2 separate regions of the Mus musculus genome follow, and region 2 is linked to region 1. A link is a contact called in public promoter capture Hi-C data. All regions are on one chromosome and are shown on one strand. Each heading gives the region's core, a stretch centred on a gene start, on an enhancer-like site or on the middle of the called end of the contact. The rest is flanking DNA. Distances are from core to core; before and after follow the strand shown.

Region 1 (7,546 bases), core at 1,346-3,845:
ACCCTCACGTGCTGTTTTTATCAAATTATCTACTCACCCCCCCAACCCCTCTCAAAGTCACATTCAATATCATTGAATTGGCATATGGACACAATCACACTCTTTCCCCACTTGTGTGCCTGCCATTTTTTCCTGTTAAGGGAAACAGGCTGGAGAGTGGCTCAGTGGGTAAGAACACTGACTGCTCTTCTGAAGGTCCGGAGTTCAAATCCCAGCAACCACATGGTGGCTCACAACCATCGGTAACGAGATCTGACTCCCTCTTCTGGAGTGTCTGAAGACAGCTACAGTGTACTTACATATAAGCCGGGCGTGGTGGCGCACGCCTTTAATCCCAGCACTTGGGAGGCAGAGGCAGGTGGATTTCTGAGTTCGAGGCCAGCCTGGTCTACAAAGTGAATTCCAGGACAGCCAGAGCTACACAGAGAAACCCTGTCTCGAAAAACCAAAGGGTGGAAAAAAAAAAAGAGAAAAGCAGAAAGAACTTTGCTTTGACAGGGGAAGAAACGTGTGTATGCTATAATCCACTATATATATATATACAGAAACAAATCCTTCATTAGCTGTGGCCTCTTCAGACATGCTGTAGACCTTCAGTCCCCTCTGCTGGGCTCTGTTCTACCCATCTTGTGCGGGCTATAGCCCAATCCTGTCTGCAGTTAGAAGCAGGCGACACTGATTCTACTGCATCCAGCCTCTCCCAACGCACACCTCGAGTCCTGTCCTGTCTCTGCCTGACCACCATGCCCACTCTGCACGGGTGCCTGACCTTATTTTATGCCACAATCACAAGGCTTAACTTTCCAGGGTTAAGCCTGCATCCTTGGCTCTTTCCTTCTCTTTTCTATCCTTTGAAGCACCATTTACTACCAATTCATTCCCCAAAAGGAGTATTCCCATTTCTTCTGCTAACAATGGGGGAAGCTATTTAGACAATGTGGTTCCTTGTAGCTATCTATCGCAAGGGAATCTGTTGATAATGCTTACCAGTTTTTACTTTTCTGTCCAAGCATTTACTACTGAGGTACACTTAAAACTGCAGACACTCTTATTTGAATTTCCTGAGGGCACTGAGTTAGTGAGAGTGGTCCCTGCATAGAGGAATTGTGATGTTTAGGGCTAGACATACTTAATGGGTCTATGTCATATTGCTTCATTTCTGTTTTTTATTTGCTTGTTTTTGAGATAGAGAGGATTTTTTTTTGGACCGAGTTTCTCTTTGTAGCCCTGGCTGTCCTGTTAATCACTCTGTAACACCAGGGTGGACTTGAATTCAGAGATCTGCTTTTCTCTGCCTCCCAAGCATTAGGACTAAAGGTGTGTGCCACCACTGCCACCCGGCTGAGAAAGGGGCTTCTTATGTGGCTTTTGTCTGGCCTTAAACTAACCAGGCAGACCAAAGGTGGCTTTGAACTCACAAAGATTCGACTGCCTCTGCCTCTTGGATAGATGGGATTAAAGGCATGCACAGTCACACCAGGCTAGACTTCAGTGCATTTCCAGAAAACTTCAAAATCAAAGATAACCAGATCTGTAATGTAATTAACAGGAACTATTCTGGAAGGAAGGTAAGCTGTACGAGAAGAACATATATACATACATATATATTTATTTTAAATATGAGGTATACATATTTACCTCATGAAATGAGAAAGAAAGCACGTCAGTTGGGACATTTTTATTCCTGTAGATCCTATTAATGTTCTGAATAGTCTTGTTGTCAACACAGATGATCCCCAGGTCAAATTTCTTCACTCCTAAGATACTCCTGACTAAATCCATCTTCCTGCGAAGTGGCACTCTTCTGATGGGGACCACCCGCTGCAGATTTTTAATCACCAAACTCATTTCGGGAAGAACACCCAGCCCTTTAAAAAAAAAAAAAAATGGTTGGAAGGAACCTGTGGTTAAAGTTCGAGAAAAGACCCGTAACTACTAGAGAGTGATAAGTTATGTAAAAACACACACGCGCTCACAATAAAACTTTATTTGATGGGATTTATCTGGTGGCAATGCTAAGGGAAATCACCTTTATTTACCCTAGGAAACTAATAAACAGGGTAGACTGGGCACAACGTGCAGAATAAGGCAAGTGGTTTGGGGCGGTTGCAATGGTGCAGGACCAGGTGAGGATGAGTGTGGGTGAGCAAATGGGGTCGCTGTGGGTCCAGCGTCTCTCGGGCACTCAGGCTGGAGGATCCACGCACGAACGAGGGGCTTCCACGCCGCACAATGCGGGATCGCCGTGCACTTACCGAATCCGACCGTGAAGAAGGTCGGGGGTCTGGCGGGCCGCCTGCCGGAAGATCAGCAGCAGCACACCCCAGAGAGCGGAAGCCGGATGCGGAGGACCGGAAGTTGGTCCTACAAATTTGATGTCCGTAGCGCACACCCAAGAGCCCGCTCCAGTGGCCGGTTTGTTGCGGTGCGGTGGGCCCGGTAGAGGCTGCACGCAGACTGTGGGCGAGCACAAGCGCTGGCGACAGTGGCCGTATCTGGCGGACTTGCTCCTCCCTCCGCGGCCTCCGCTGTCCCTTGTGTCTTTGCCGAGTTGCTGAAGGCCTTCACTAGTCTTCGCTCGAAGGCGTCTGTTAACCTAGCGGCCGGCTTCCGGAGTGTTAAGCATCGGGGATAAAAAGCTATTATTTCTAGACCAGGGCATCGCAAGTTCGAGTTACCGGGAGAAAAATGAGATGGTAGGAACCCAAAGCAGTAACATTTTAAATTACGGTTTTTGTGTTTTTATTTATTTATTTATTTATTTTGCCTTGGAGATCGCAAGAATCTGATAAGTGATGTGTTCCCGTCTTATTACTGAGGTTTTGTTTGTTTGTTTGTTTGCTTGTTTTTTCCCCGAGAAGGTATCAATTGAATAAAATGCTTTGCATTTTTATTTTAATCATAACGGATCAGGCTTCACCTAAGCCTGCTGGAGCACACCTGTGGTCCCAGCAGAAGGGAGACCGAGGCAGAAGAAAGGAACTTAAGGTTGTGCTTGATTGTAGTAAGCTTGAGGCAAGCCTGGGCTAAGCGAGACCTTGTCTTTTTTTTTTTTTTTTTTTTTTGGTTTTTCGAGACAGGGTTTCTCTGTATAGCCCTGGCTGGCCTGGAACTCACTTTGTAGACCAGGCTGGCCTTGAACTCAGAAATCTGCCTGCCTCTGCCTCCCGAGTGCTGGGATTAAAGGCATGCGCCACCAAGCCCGTTTTACGAGACCTTGTCTTTAATGAAAAGAAAAAGAAAAAAAAATCTTTAAACCTCCCTTACACCATAATCCATTTCTAATACCCTGTGTCCAAAACCTGTTGATCTGTGAGTGGTCGGCGGCCCGTTGTGCCCTTGCCTTTTAAATAATTGTCTTAGAATTTCTGTGATTTAAGAGTTGGAGCAAAATATGCTGTGATGTCCTAACCTTTTTTTTTTTTTCCAGGTCATCCTGAGGATGAAGGAGAGCTTCCCCTGGCAACAGATAATTTAAAGAGGAGAGCTACTTGTGTATAGTCCATATTTATTGCCTTCAGATAATTGGCTTGAAGATGCACCCGGTGAACCCCTTCGGAGGGCAGCAGCCCAGTGCTTTTGCGGTATCTTCCAGCACCACGGGAACATATCAGACTAAATCACCATTTCGATTTGGCCAGCCTTCCCTTTTTGGACAGAACAGCACACCCAGCAAGAGCCTGGCGTTTTCACAAGTACCAAGCTTTGCAACACCCTCTGGAGGAAGCCATTCTTCCTCCTTGCCAGCATTTGGACTCACCCAAACCTCAAGTGTGGGACTCTTCTCTAGTCTCGAATCCACACCTTCTTTCGCAGCTACTTCGAGTTCCTCTGTGCCCGGCAATACGGCATTCAGCTTTAAGTCAACCTCTAGTGTTGGGGTTTTCCCAAGTGGCGCTACTTTTGGGCCAGAAACCGGAGAAGTAGCAGGTTCTGGCTTTCGGAAGACGGAATTCAAGTTTAAACCTCTGGAAAATGCAGTCTTCAAACCGATACCGGGGCCTGAGTCAGAGCCAGAAAAAACCCAGAGCCAGATTTCTTCTGGATTTTTTACATTTTCCCATCCCGTTGGTAGCGGGTCTGGAGGCCTGACCCCTTTTTCTTTCCCACAGGTGACAAATAGTTCGGTGACTAGCTCAAGTTTTATCTTTTCGAAACCAGTTACTAGTAATACTCCTGCCTTTGCCTCTCCTTTGTCTAACCAAAATGTAGAAGAAGAGAAGAGGGTTTCTACGTCAGCGTTTGGAAGCTCAAACAGTAGCTTCAGTACTTTCCCCACAGCGTCACCAGGATCTTTGGGGGAGCCCTTCCCAGCTAACAAACCAAGCCTCCGCCAAGGATGTGAGGAAGCCATCTCCCAGGTGGAGCCACTTCCCACCCTCATGAAGGGATTAAAGAGGAAAGAGGACCAGGATCGCTCCCCGAGGAGACATTGCCACGAGGCAGCAGAAGACCCTGATCCCCTGTCCAGGGGCGACCATCCCCCAGATAAACGGCCAGTCCGCCTCAACAGACCCCGGGGAGGTACTTTGTTTGGCCGGACAATACAGGAGGTCTTCAAAAGCAATAAAGAGGCAGGCCGCCTGGGCAGCAAGGAATCCAAGGAGAGTGGCTTTGCGGAACCTGGGGAAAGTGACCACGCGGCCGTCCCAGGAGGGAGTCAGTCCACCATGGTACCTTCCCGCCTTCCAGCTGTGACTAAAGAGGAAGAAGAAAGTAGAGATGAGAAAGAAGGTGAGTCCTAAACATGTGTGTGCCACAAAAGTGTGCTGCCGAGCTCTTGTGAGGTCCCTTGTGGTCACTTGATTTTAAGTCCCACGATCTTGGCTTTTATCCCGTGGTGGCTCCTTTTGCCTGGAAGTGTTGTCCCTGACAGACTTACTTGTCTGCTCTCTAAATTCCAGATTCTCTCAGGGGAAAGTCTGTGCGCCAGAGTAAGCGAAGGGAAGAGTGGATCTACAGCCTCGGGGGCGTGTCTTCTTTAGAGCTCACAGCCATCCAGTGCAAGAACATCCCCGACTACCTCAACGACAGAGCCATCCTGGAGAAACACTTCAGCAAAATCGCTAAAGTCCAGCGGGTCTTCACCAGACGCAGCAAGAAGCTCGCCGTGATTCATTTTTTCGACCACGTGAGTACTCCCGAGAACCTGCTGCCTGTCGCTTTTTCTGCATTGCAAAGAATCACACCCAGGGCTCTGAGCAGGAGATGCAAGCTCCGCCCCTCTGAGCCTGTGTTCTCAGTCCTCAACTTGGTCACTTGAAAAATACATTTTTTAAAAAATTATTTTTAATTTTTGTGTATCAGTGTTTTGCTGGCATGTTTGTCTCTGCATCACTTGCATGTCTGATGCCCATAGAGGTCGGAAGAGGGCATCAGATCCTCTAGAACCAGAGTAACAGATGATTTTACAATGGGTGGAACCATGTGGGTGCTGGAAATAAAACGCAGGCCTCCGTCTGGAATTGCAGCAAGTGCTCCTGCCTGCTGCCTGTCTATCTCTCCAGCTCCAACGTCGTCACTTGCAAACTCTTTTCCCTTTTCAGCCATAAGTCACTTGCTTGATAGATGGTAGGGAAAGCACTCACGTAGCTTTCCTTTTCTCTTTAAATAGCTCATTCTAGGTTCAGAATTAGATTTGTGTGACTGTGTGGGGTATGGATCATGATAGAGAAGGAGTTTGAGAGGACGACGAGATTTTAAAGGGAAGGTTGATAAAGAGGATAATGGACATGTGACGTGGAAACAGAAGGGAGACTTGGGGGTGTAGGGGTATAGGTAAATAGCCAGCAGAGGCCCGGGGCATGATGTAAGGGAAGGGAACCAATTAGAGTAAGGTATAATGATACATGCGTATGAAATGCCATATGAAACCCATTCCTAGGCATGCTTGCTAAAATTACTATTTTTAAAAATTTATTTTATGTATATGAGTACACTGTTGCTGTCTGCAGACACACCAGAAGAGGCTGTCAGATCCTATTACAGATGATTGTGAGTCACTATGTGGTTGCTGGGATTTGAACTCAGGACCTCTGGAAGAGCAGTCAGTGCTCTTAACCACTGAGCCATCTCTCCAGCCCCCTGAAATTTTTTTTTTTTTTTTTCGAGACAGGGTTTCTCTGTATAGCCCTGGCTGTCCTGGAACTCACTTTGTAGACCAGGCTGGCCTCAAACTCAGAAATCCGCCTGCCTCTGCCTCCCGAGTGCTGGGATTAAAGGCATGCGCCACCATGCCCAGCTCTGAAATGATTTTTTAAGAATCTCTTCTTCACTTGAGGTCGGGATGACATAGTTTGTTTTCCTAACCTGGGCGTGTGCAGGTCTGAGTTCTCTGGAGAGTATGGTGCTGCAGGGGAGGACCGAGCTGTGCCTGTGGAGTCTGGTTCCTCTGAAAGGTCTGAGAGTCACTGTAGACACATAGTACTTTGTTTCCCTCTTGAGACAGGGTTTCTCTGTGTAGCCCTGGCTGACCTGGAACTCACTCTGTAGACCAGGCTGGCCCCAAACTCAGAGATCTGTTTACCTCTGCCTCTTCCTCTGCCTCCCCAGTTCTGGGATTAAAGGTGTGCACCACCACCACCTGGCTTGCATAATACTTTTTCAAACTTGAATTTTCTGCTTTTGCTTTTGTATTACTTGGCTAAGTTCATGGTTAGTCTAAACATTCAAACAATACAGAGAAGAAAAAGTCATGATCCTATTCCCTAGAAAAAACTGTTGGGTTTGTAGCATTGGCTATATGATTTCACCTTGTGTAAATTTATATCTTTGTTATTTTTCTAAGTATTCATACAGAAAGAGGAAACTAATAAGAACTTAAAAAGGAGAATGCATGTTCTCATAACTTTCATTTTTGTGGTGTGTGTGTGTGTGTGTGTGTGTGTGGTATAGGGGCAGAGGCATATGTCTGGGGGTCAGAGGACACCTTGGTGGAGGTGTGTATGATGTGTGTGTGTGTGTGTGTGTGTGTGTGTGTGGTGTAGGGGCAGAGGCATATGTCTGGGAGTCAGAGGACACCTTGGTGGAGTGAGCTCTCTCATTCTACCTTTTTTCGGGGTCCGGGTATTAACCTTGGGTCAGATGCTTCACTCACTGACAGGGCTCGCTGTTGTTTGCCCATACGTGTTGTGTCTGGAAGGGTCTGTATGTTGCCCGTGCTCTGTCCTGCTTCTGCCTCCCAGGCCCTGGGAGAGCAGGCATGGGCCACCATTCCTAGCTTACAGCTTCTAGTCTGATTTCCCGGGATAGGGTCTTGCTGTGTTGCCCAGACTCACTTGGAAGTGCAGGGCCCTTACCTCAGCCTTTGGAGGAGTTCAGGATAAGAGGCATGCTGCATCCTATCCAACTAATTGTTGCTGTTTTCTGCAGTGAATAGGAAGCCTGTGGTTACTAAATACTACAAAGTGTTTTTGTCTGTCTTGTTTATTTGCTTACTCAGCTTTCTCTGCCTTTTGGGGGGTGGGGTGGGGACTGCGTTTGGCTCTTGAGTCTTCAGGCTAGGGATTGAACTGTGGGCCTTGAGCATGCTAGGCACACGCTGTCC
Region 2 (7,546 bases), core at 1,690-4,189, 1.5 Mb after region 1:
TGCACTGAGGCCAGGGAACAAGGGATGGCCAGAAGGGGCAGCATGGCCTTCAGTGCTAATGTCACGTTTCTGCTGTGCATGCTAGACTGTGGCAGAGGTCTGGACTCCCACCCTCTATGTGTGCCGCTGTCCCCACAATTCATTTTATAGCCCAGAACTCATAACAATCCTCCTGCCGCAGCCTCACAATTACTGGGATTACAGGCCTGAGCCACTGCACCCAGCTAAAGGCCTTTTCAACTGCACTTCAATTTGCTTTTCCTTCTCAGAAAGGAAAAGGGCAAAGACCAGGCCCAATCAAAGAGCCATTAGCAGGCAGCAGGCATTGTCTGTTGGTCTGTCAACGGATAGCCATAGCTGCCCTCTGAAGAGCCAAAGGCTGGATATGCATTTGTTGCAAAAATTACCTCAGAGAGAGACCTTTGGGAAAACAAAGTGTTATACAGACACCAAGAGATGATCCCGGGCCTACCAAAGTGTTACTTATCAGCTAAAAAGTCTGTGTCCAATCCCAGAACCGCCCCCCCCCCCCCCTCAGCGCAGGCAGCTCGCTACACAAACAGGAAATCAGGGTCTCCCCTGACCTCAGGGAAGACAGAACCACAGAGCAATTTAGGTACTGGGAAGAGACGGGAAGGAACAGCCAGAGTGGACCAGGCTTCGATGTGACTGAGATTAGCCAGGCTGGTTTGTTGCAGTTGTTTGGTTAATTGGTTTTTTTGTTTTGCTTTTTTTTTTTTTTCTACCTGTGGTTCTTTTTAAACAAAGTCCTCCAGTCAAACAGACTTTGGTGAACAGCAGCCCTCCTCAGTTCCCTAACATGACTCTTGGCCAACAGGAAGGGAGAGACTTGGGTCTGAAAAGGATGGGTCTTCCTGCCTGGCTCAAAGGAAAAAAGAAACCTTTTCATAGGCCAGAGGCAGCGCACAGGTTAGGCCAAGGAGCTGGTTACCTCCAGCCAGGCCAGGACTGGGATCTAGGCCCGTGTTGCCTTCTCAAATGAGGACTGGTGTTCACATGTTCACTGCATGCAGATGGGGCTCCGTGAGCACACAGAAGGCATGAGGAGCCCAGCAGCTGACTGGGCACAGAAGAAAGCAGGGCCTGGGGAACACACCCACAGGCGCTTCCAGAATTCAGGCAACAGAAGGCTCCACTCTGTCCCATACCAGCTGCTGCCCCTTGCCCACTGATACTGACCCTACCCAAAGAGGACTCTGGGAAAACCTGTAGAGATCTTGCCCTGAAGCCAGAATGGAAATGTAAGCAGGTTTTGCCTACCCTCTCCTGACCAGGAAGGGCCTCCTGTCTCTGGTTCCTCCACCAGCCTCCAAAACAAATGTCTGTCACCCTGGTGGCCCTGGCCTGGCAGCTGCCTCTCACAGAAGGCAGCAGAAGTCCTCGCGCAGAGACCACTCAATATTACCATCCCTCAGACACTGGGGCCTCCCTTGCTCAGACAGGAGCCTGAGGTGGATAGCCTATCTATGCCTGCCAGAGGCAGGAGCCCTACAAATGGGACTCAGGACTCTGCTGGCCTCACTGAAATGCCTATCTAATGGGTGATGTGGGCCTAGTCAGGGCCTCTCTTGTGGTCCACTACCATGGGTGATTCTTCCACAGGTCCCCGGCCCAGTCTCAGTGACAGCACTGGGATGTACAAGCTGAAACAGCCCTGAAAAAGGGTATGCTGACTGCCAGCCTAGACCAGGCCCAGGGGACCCAACAGAGATTTGAGATTTCCAGCATTATGGGAGTCAGAGTGACATTTTTTCCTGCCTTCCTGGACTTGCAATCATGCTTGTAAGATGTATCTATCCTGTGTTGTTCCTACCGATCTCTTAGGTAAGGGCTGGGCAGTCAGGAACCCCGCTTAGGAGCATGTGTGTCTGTATTTCCTGAAATGTTTGGAAGGAAATGGCGAAGCTCAACTGCAGTGCTCAGGGAAGCCAAGCCCCTTGAAGCTCCACGTGTCTTCCTCAGCCCCCAACTGGGTAGTATTTCTTTTCAGCCGGACCCAACTAGAGCCACAGACTTCGCACATCAGCAGTCAGCCTGGAACCAGGCCACCAAGAGAGGGGCTGAGAAGAGGGCAGATCCTCCCAAGCCCAGACTTTTCCCTAGCCTTACCAGGCCGAGAAGAGGCTGTGCACCCTCAACTATTAGCCCTGTGGTGCTTGCCCTGTTACACCGGTAAAAAAATACCCCCGCTCCACGCCCTCTGTTCTCCACTTAAGTCTCCATCCAAGGGACAGGAAGCAGCCCAGGCAAAGGCGTGTGGGCAAGCCTGCCTCAGTCTCACCCCATCCCAGTACAGAGAAGGTAGGAATCACAGGCTGCACGGGGGAGGGTACAGGGTCCCTGATCCTTTCAAATTCCGGCCTGTGAAACTTGGCCGGCTGTGCTTCTCTTAGAGGTCCTGACACGTGTGGCCTAGAAAGGAATAGCCCGGTGCCCTAAGTCTGCGTGCTGCGCGGACACACCCCCAAACCGGGCGGACCTAGGCAGCGCGAGGGCGGGGCGTGCCAAGGCCCGTGGCCTGCAGCACGTACGCCAGCTACCCGGGGCGGAGCTTGGGGACAGGGACCTGAAGCCACGGTGCTCCACAGGAGATTGGCTGGCCAAGTACACCCCAGATCCCTAGGCGAGGGGCAGTGGACAAGCCCGAAGGGTTCCGAGGACAGGCAGAAACCCCAGATCCATCCCTAAACACGCCCCCGCGTCCCATCACCTTGCGCATCACCGCCGCTGGTCAGCACTCCAATGGCCTTGCCAGCCCCCGACATCCGCAGTTTCTCCAGGTCCACGGTAGCCATGGCGGCAGCGGAGACCAGGAGCCCAAGCTCCTCTCCCGCCGCTCTGCGTTCCGCGCCGCTGTCGCCTGTCCCCGCCCCGTGCGCCTGCCTGTGTACCCGGTTTGTCCCGCCCCGCCCCGGCTCCGCCCCCAGTATAACGTTTGACTGACAGGCTCGGGGACCTGGTCGCCCCTCTAGTGGCTGCTGGAGAAGGTAGCTGCGCTAAGAAAGGCGGAGCGCACGCCAGTCTACAAATGTCTGCGCAGCGGTTCCGGAACCCTGGTTCCCCAGGCCCGCCACCGAACTCCCCAGGTACCCAGCAGCTAGGATCAACGTCCTCACCAAATGAAGTTCACAACCTGAGCCTGACTGAAGTTTCTGGGCAAGTGGAGTTCATGCTACAGCAAGCTGATTTTACATCTGTCCAGGCGCTGTTAAAGGAAACCTGTAGCCAAGTCTCACGGGCATTTTAAATCCCACTTGGCCAGCATCCGGGGATGCAGGTGTGGCTTGGGTGAGAATTCCTAAGCCGCTCCTTGAGTTGATTTAGGCTTGCAACAGTCTCCTTCGAGCCGAAGTTAAAAAAAAAAAGGAAAAGGAAAAAAGCCAAACAAACAAAAAAAGGAGAAAGAAAGAAAGAAAGAAAGAAAGAAAGAAAGAAAGAAAGAAAGAAAGAAAGAAGGAAAGAGAGAGAGAAAGAAAGAAAGAAAGAAAGAAAGAGAGAAAGAAAAAGAGAAAGAAAGAAAGGGAGAAAGGGAGAAAGAGAGCAAAAGAAAACATAGGAAAGCTGCAGTTGTATCTGAGACGATAGCCACGATTCGTCCCATCGCGACTGCTGAATGTAGTTGGGGATTTGGAAAGAGAAACACTTAGCGTAGCATTTTTACTTCAGGGTGATTTGCTAAACCTGCCGCTTCTCTCAACTCTCACAGCTCCTGGTTCAGGCGAGTGGCCTTTGCCTGAGCACAAAGTGGGGAACCAGCCCCTCAGGATTGGTTAGAGGGATTCGAAGCTGGTGGAGCAATGGTCAGATCCAGGACTCTCAAGGAAAGCTACCCACAGTCCAGAGCGCTGGATCTGGGCTGCCATGGTAGGGCTGTCCTGCAGAGATGAGGGTACCCCATCTGACCCTGACAGTTTGTTGATTTTTGCCTGGTTTTGCTAAATTCTTTAAGAGCTATTTTTATTGTCTGGCAGTGGTGACACACGCTTTTAATCCCAGCATTCAGGAAGCAGAGACAGGCAGATCTTTGAAGGTCAGTTTGGTCGATAGAGCAAATTTCAGGACAGCCAAGGCTATACAAAGAAACCAAGAACAGGGATAAAAGGAATAAAGGAAAGAAGGAAGGGGCGGTCCGTTTAACTCAAATTCTAAGAACATAACAGGGCTTTTGTTGGTGGGGAGTGGGGAGGTGTTTTGGCTGGAGATATGGCTCAGAGGTTAAGAGCACTGGCTGCTTTTCCAGAAGTCCTGAGTTCTAGTCCTGACAACCACATGGTAGCTCACAATCATCTGTAATGGGATCTGGTGCCCTCTTCGGGTCTGTAGGCATACATACAGGCAGGCCATACACACAGTATACATAATAAATAAACCTAAAGAAAAAAAAGAAAAAATGTTTTACTGGATTGTAGGGGGGTTATAACTCCTGCATAAAAGGTTATAAGAGGGCTGATGAGATGGCTCAGTGGGTAAGAGCACCCGACTGCTCTTCCGAAGGTCCGAAGTTCAAATCCCAGCAACCACATAGTGGCTCACAACCACCCGTAATGAGATCTGATGCCCTCTTCTGGTGTGTCTGAGGACAGCTACAGTGTACTGACATATAATAAATAAGTAAATCTTTTTTTAAAAAAAAAAGGTTAGGAGAGAAAAACTTGCTGTAAACTCAAGTTTCAAAGTAGTTTATAGAAAATACTAGCTGGGCATGGTGGCACACGCTTTTAATCCCAGCACTCAGGAGGCAGAGGCAGACGGATTTCTGAGTTCAAGGCCAGCCTGGTCTACAAAATGAGTTCCAGGACAGCAAGGGCTATACAGAGAAACACTGTCTCAAAAAACCAAAAAAAAAAAAAAAAAAAAAAAAAAAAAAAAAGAAAAGAAAAGAAAAGAAAAGAAAATACTAATGTCTAATGTGGCTTACAATGGACTAGAAACATCAAAAAAGGAGCATAAAAGCTATATACTGGCTATAGAGCCCTCACAAGTAGCCGCTGCACCAACATTTTTGATCATCATTTTCCTGTCATCTTAGCACCTATGTGTATATACATGTGTGCCCTTCTGGATTCTGTTTGTTTGTTCTTTTTAAAAAAAAAAACTTATTTAATTTATATGAGCATACTGTAGCTGTCTTCAGACACACAAGAAGAGGGCATCAGATCTCATTACAGATGGTTGTGAGCCACCATGTGGTTGCTAGGAATTGAACTCAGGACCTCTGGAAGAGCAGTCAGTGCTCTTAACTATTGAGCCATCTATCTCCCTAGCCCTGTTTGTTCCTGAGACAGAGTCTCCATGTAGCCTTGGCTGGCCTGGAACTCAATGTGTTTACCAGGCTGCCTATGAACTCACAGAAATCCCCCGTCTCTGCAAAGGCATGTATCACCACTCCTGGCTCCCATTTATAGTCTTATTTTTGTTTTTGGTTTTTTCGAGACAGGGTTTCTCCGTATAGCCCTGGCTGTCCTGGAGCTCACTTTGTAGACACCAGGCTGGCCTCGAACTCAGAAATCAGCCTGCCTCTGCCTCCTGAGTGCTGGGATTAAAGGCGTGTGCCACCACGCCTGGCTCATTTATATTCTTAAAAATACAATGTGATTCCACCTCACTCATTAGAAGAACCATAGGTCACTATCCATCTACAGATGGCAAGTGCTGACCAGAATGGTCTGCTTGGAGCACTTAGGCACTGAGGAGAGAAAGCAAACTGCCTGATGGGTCCTCAAAACATAAACATGGGTTCACTATCTGAAGTAGGTCTACACTGCCGGCTATTCCCAGGTTATCCATGCTAGTGGCGACCCTGCTGTCAGGCTCTGCCCTCTGAAGCAGGAGCCCTTGCTGCCCAATCAGGGCCAAAATATGCTGTGTGTCTCTCGGACTCACGACTCAGTAAAACCGGTAGCCCAAAGTTCAGGGGACTGGAAATTGGGCCTCCTGTGTTACAGTTGGCACAGCGAAGCCTATGCTATCCAAAAGGCAGTGGGCTGTCTCCTGGGAGTTAGCAATCAGCCAACTTTCCAGTAGTCAGGAGCAAGTTAGTAAACTCACAAGGGAAAAAGGATAAATTCTGCCTCCTGGAGAGTCCAGAGTGGAAGCAGTATGGCCCTGTTTCAAAACCACCATCAGCAGACCCTTCTCGAGCAGGCGCGCGTGCCAGGGCTGCTAAGATCCCAGAACACAGGCCAAGGTCAAAGGACCAGGTCCTTGCTATGCCCTGTGTTCCAGGATCTGGTCTAGGCTGCAGGGTGGGAGGGGCCAGGGGTGAAGGTGGGGTGTGGTCAAGATGAGGGCGGGGTTGAAGTGTGGGTGGGGAGTGTTCTGAAGCCCTAGGCCTGATTGTGGTCTGGGAATGAATGAGTAGTCATTGGCCTTTTCAACCCGGGAAGGACCATCCAACTGTCAGAGGTCAAAGCCGGTCTCTGAGTAACACCCACATCCTCACCCACAAGGGCCAGGGAAAAGGAAGTTCCTCGGACCATTTTAGTCAGGACACGACACGACACGTCAGGAGTTGACCTATCCTGAAGGTGAGAGGGAGCTGAGGGTGGCCTCAGTGGTTAAGAACACTGGCTGTTCTTGCAGCGGACCGAGGCTTGGTTCTTGGCATTCACACAGAAGCTAGACACCATTCCTAACTCCAATTCCAGGGGATCTGACGCCCTCTTCTGATCTCTGAGAGCAACAGGCACACATGCTGTGCACAAACATGCGAGAAGCAAACACTCATACACATAAAATTAAATTCCTAAAAGGGGGGTGGGGGGGGAAGGTGGAGGTGGAACAAGGGCACGTCATAAGTCGTCCTTAGTGAGTGAGAGACCTTGCTCGAACTGATGGACTGGAACCTGGAATCGTAAGCCAAATAAACCCTAAGTGCTTTTTGTCAAGATTCTTTTATTATTGTTTAGCTTTTTCATAAGCCAACCATTGTGGTGCACGCCTTTAATCCCAGCACTTAGGAGGCAGAGGCAGGTGGATCTCTGATCTTGAGGCCAGCCTGGTCCACAGAGGAAGTTCCAGGATGTTCAGGGCTATGGAGAGAAACCCTATCTTGAACAATACAGCATAAATAAATAAAATTATACAATATTTTCCAAAGAAAGAAAGAAAGAAAGAGAGAGAGAGAGAGAGAGAGAGAGAGAGAGAGAGAGAGAGAGAGAAGGAAAGAAAGAAAAAGAAAAGAAGCCAGTCAGTGGTGGCTCATGCCTGTAATCCCAGCACTTGGGAGGCAGAGGCAGGTGGATTTCTGAGTTTGAGGCCAGCCTGGTCTACAGAGTGAGTTCCAGGACAACCAGGGCTATACAGAGAAACCCTGTCTAAAAAACAACAACAACAACAAAAAACCAAGAACAACAACAAAAAAAAAAAAACTTTTCCTTTTTTAAATATTTATTAATTTATTTTATGTATATGAGTACACTGTAGCTGTCTCCAGACATACCAGAAGAGGGCATCAGATCTCATTACAGATGGTTGTGAGCCATCATGTGGTTGCTGGGATTTGAACTCAGGACCTCTGGAAGAG

Evidence for each region. Promoter capture Hi-C pulls out the DNA fragments that hold promoters and counts their contacts.
Region 2: a contact with region 1 is called in a promoter capture Hi-C map of liver, with 7 times the contacts expected there. The contact joins the promoter of Pfkl here to the promoter of Ybey in region 1. A contact is called at or near these places in 1 of 39 promoter capture datasets (liver) and 1 of 115 datasets of contacts at active chromatin or transcription factors (embryonic stem cells).

The regions. Positions count from the first base shown.
Region 1 is chr10:76,466,519-76,474,064 of GRCm38.p6, forward strand. It overlaps Ybey (ybeY metallopeptidase), which reads right to left and starts at 2,596. Exons shown (of 5, transcript NM_172550.4): 1 at 2,256-2,596; 2 at 1,639-1,868. The coding sequence starts at 1,848. It overlaps Mcm3ap (minichromosome maintenance complex component 3 associated protein), which reads left to right and starts at 2,384. Exons shown (of 29, transcript NM_019434.3): 1 at 2,384-2,696; 2 at 3,431-4,734; 3 at 4,905-5,131. The coding sequence starts at 3,537.
Region 2 is chr10:78,006,868-78,014,413 of GRCm38.p6, forward strand. Pfkl (phosphofructokinase, liver, B-type) reads right to left here and starts at 2,940. Exons shown (of 22, transcript NM_008826.5): 1 at 2,732-2,940. The coding sequence starts at 2,816.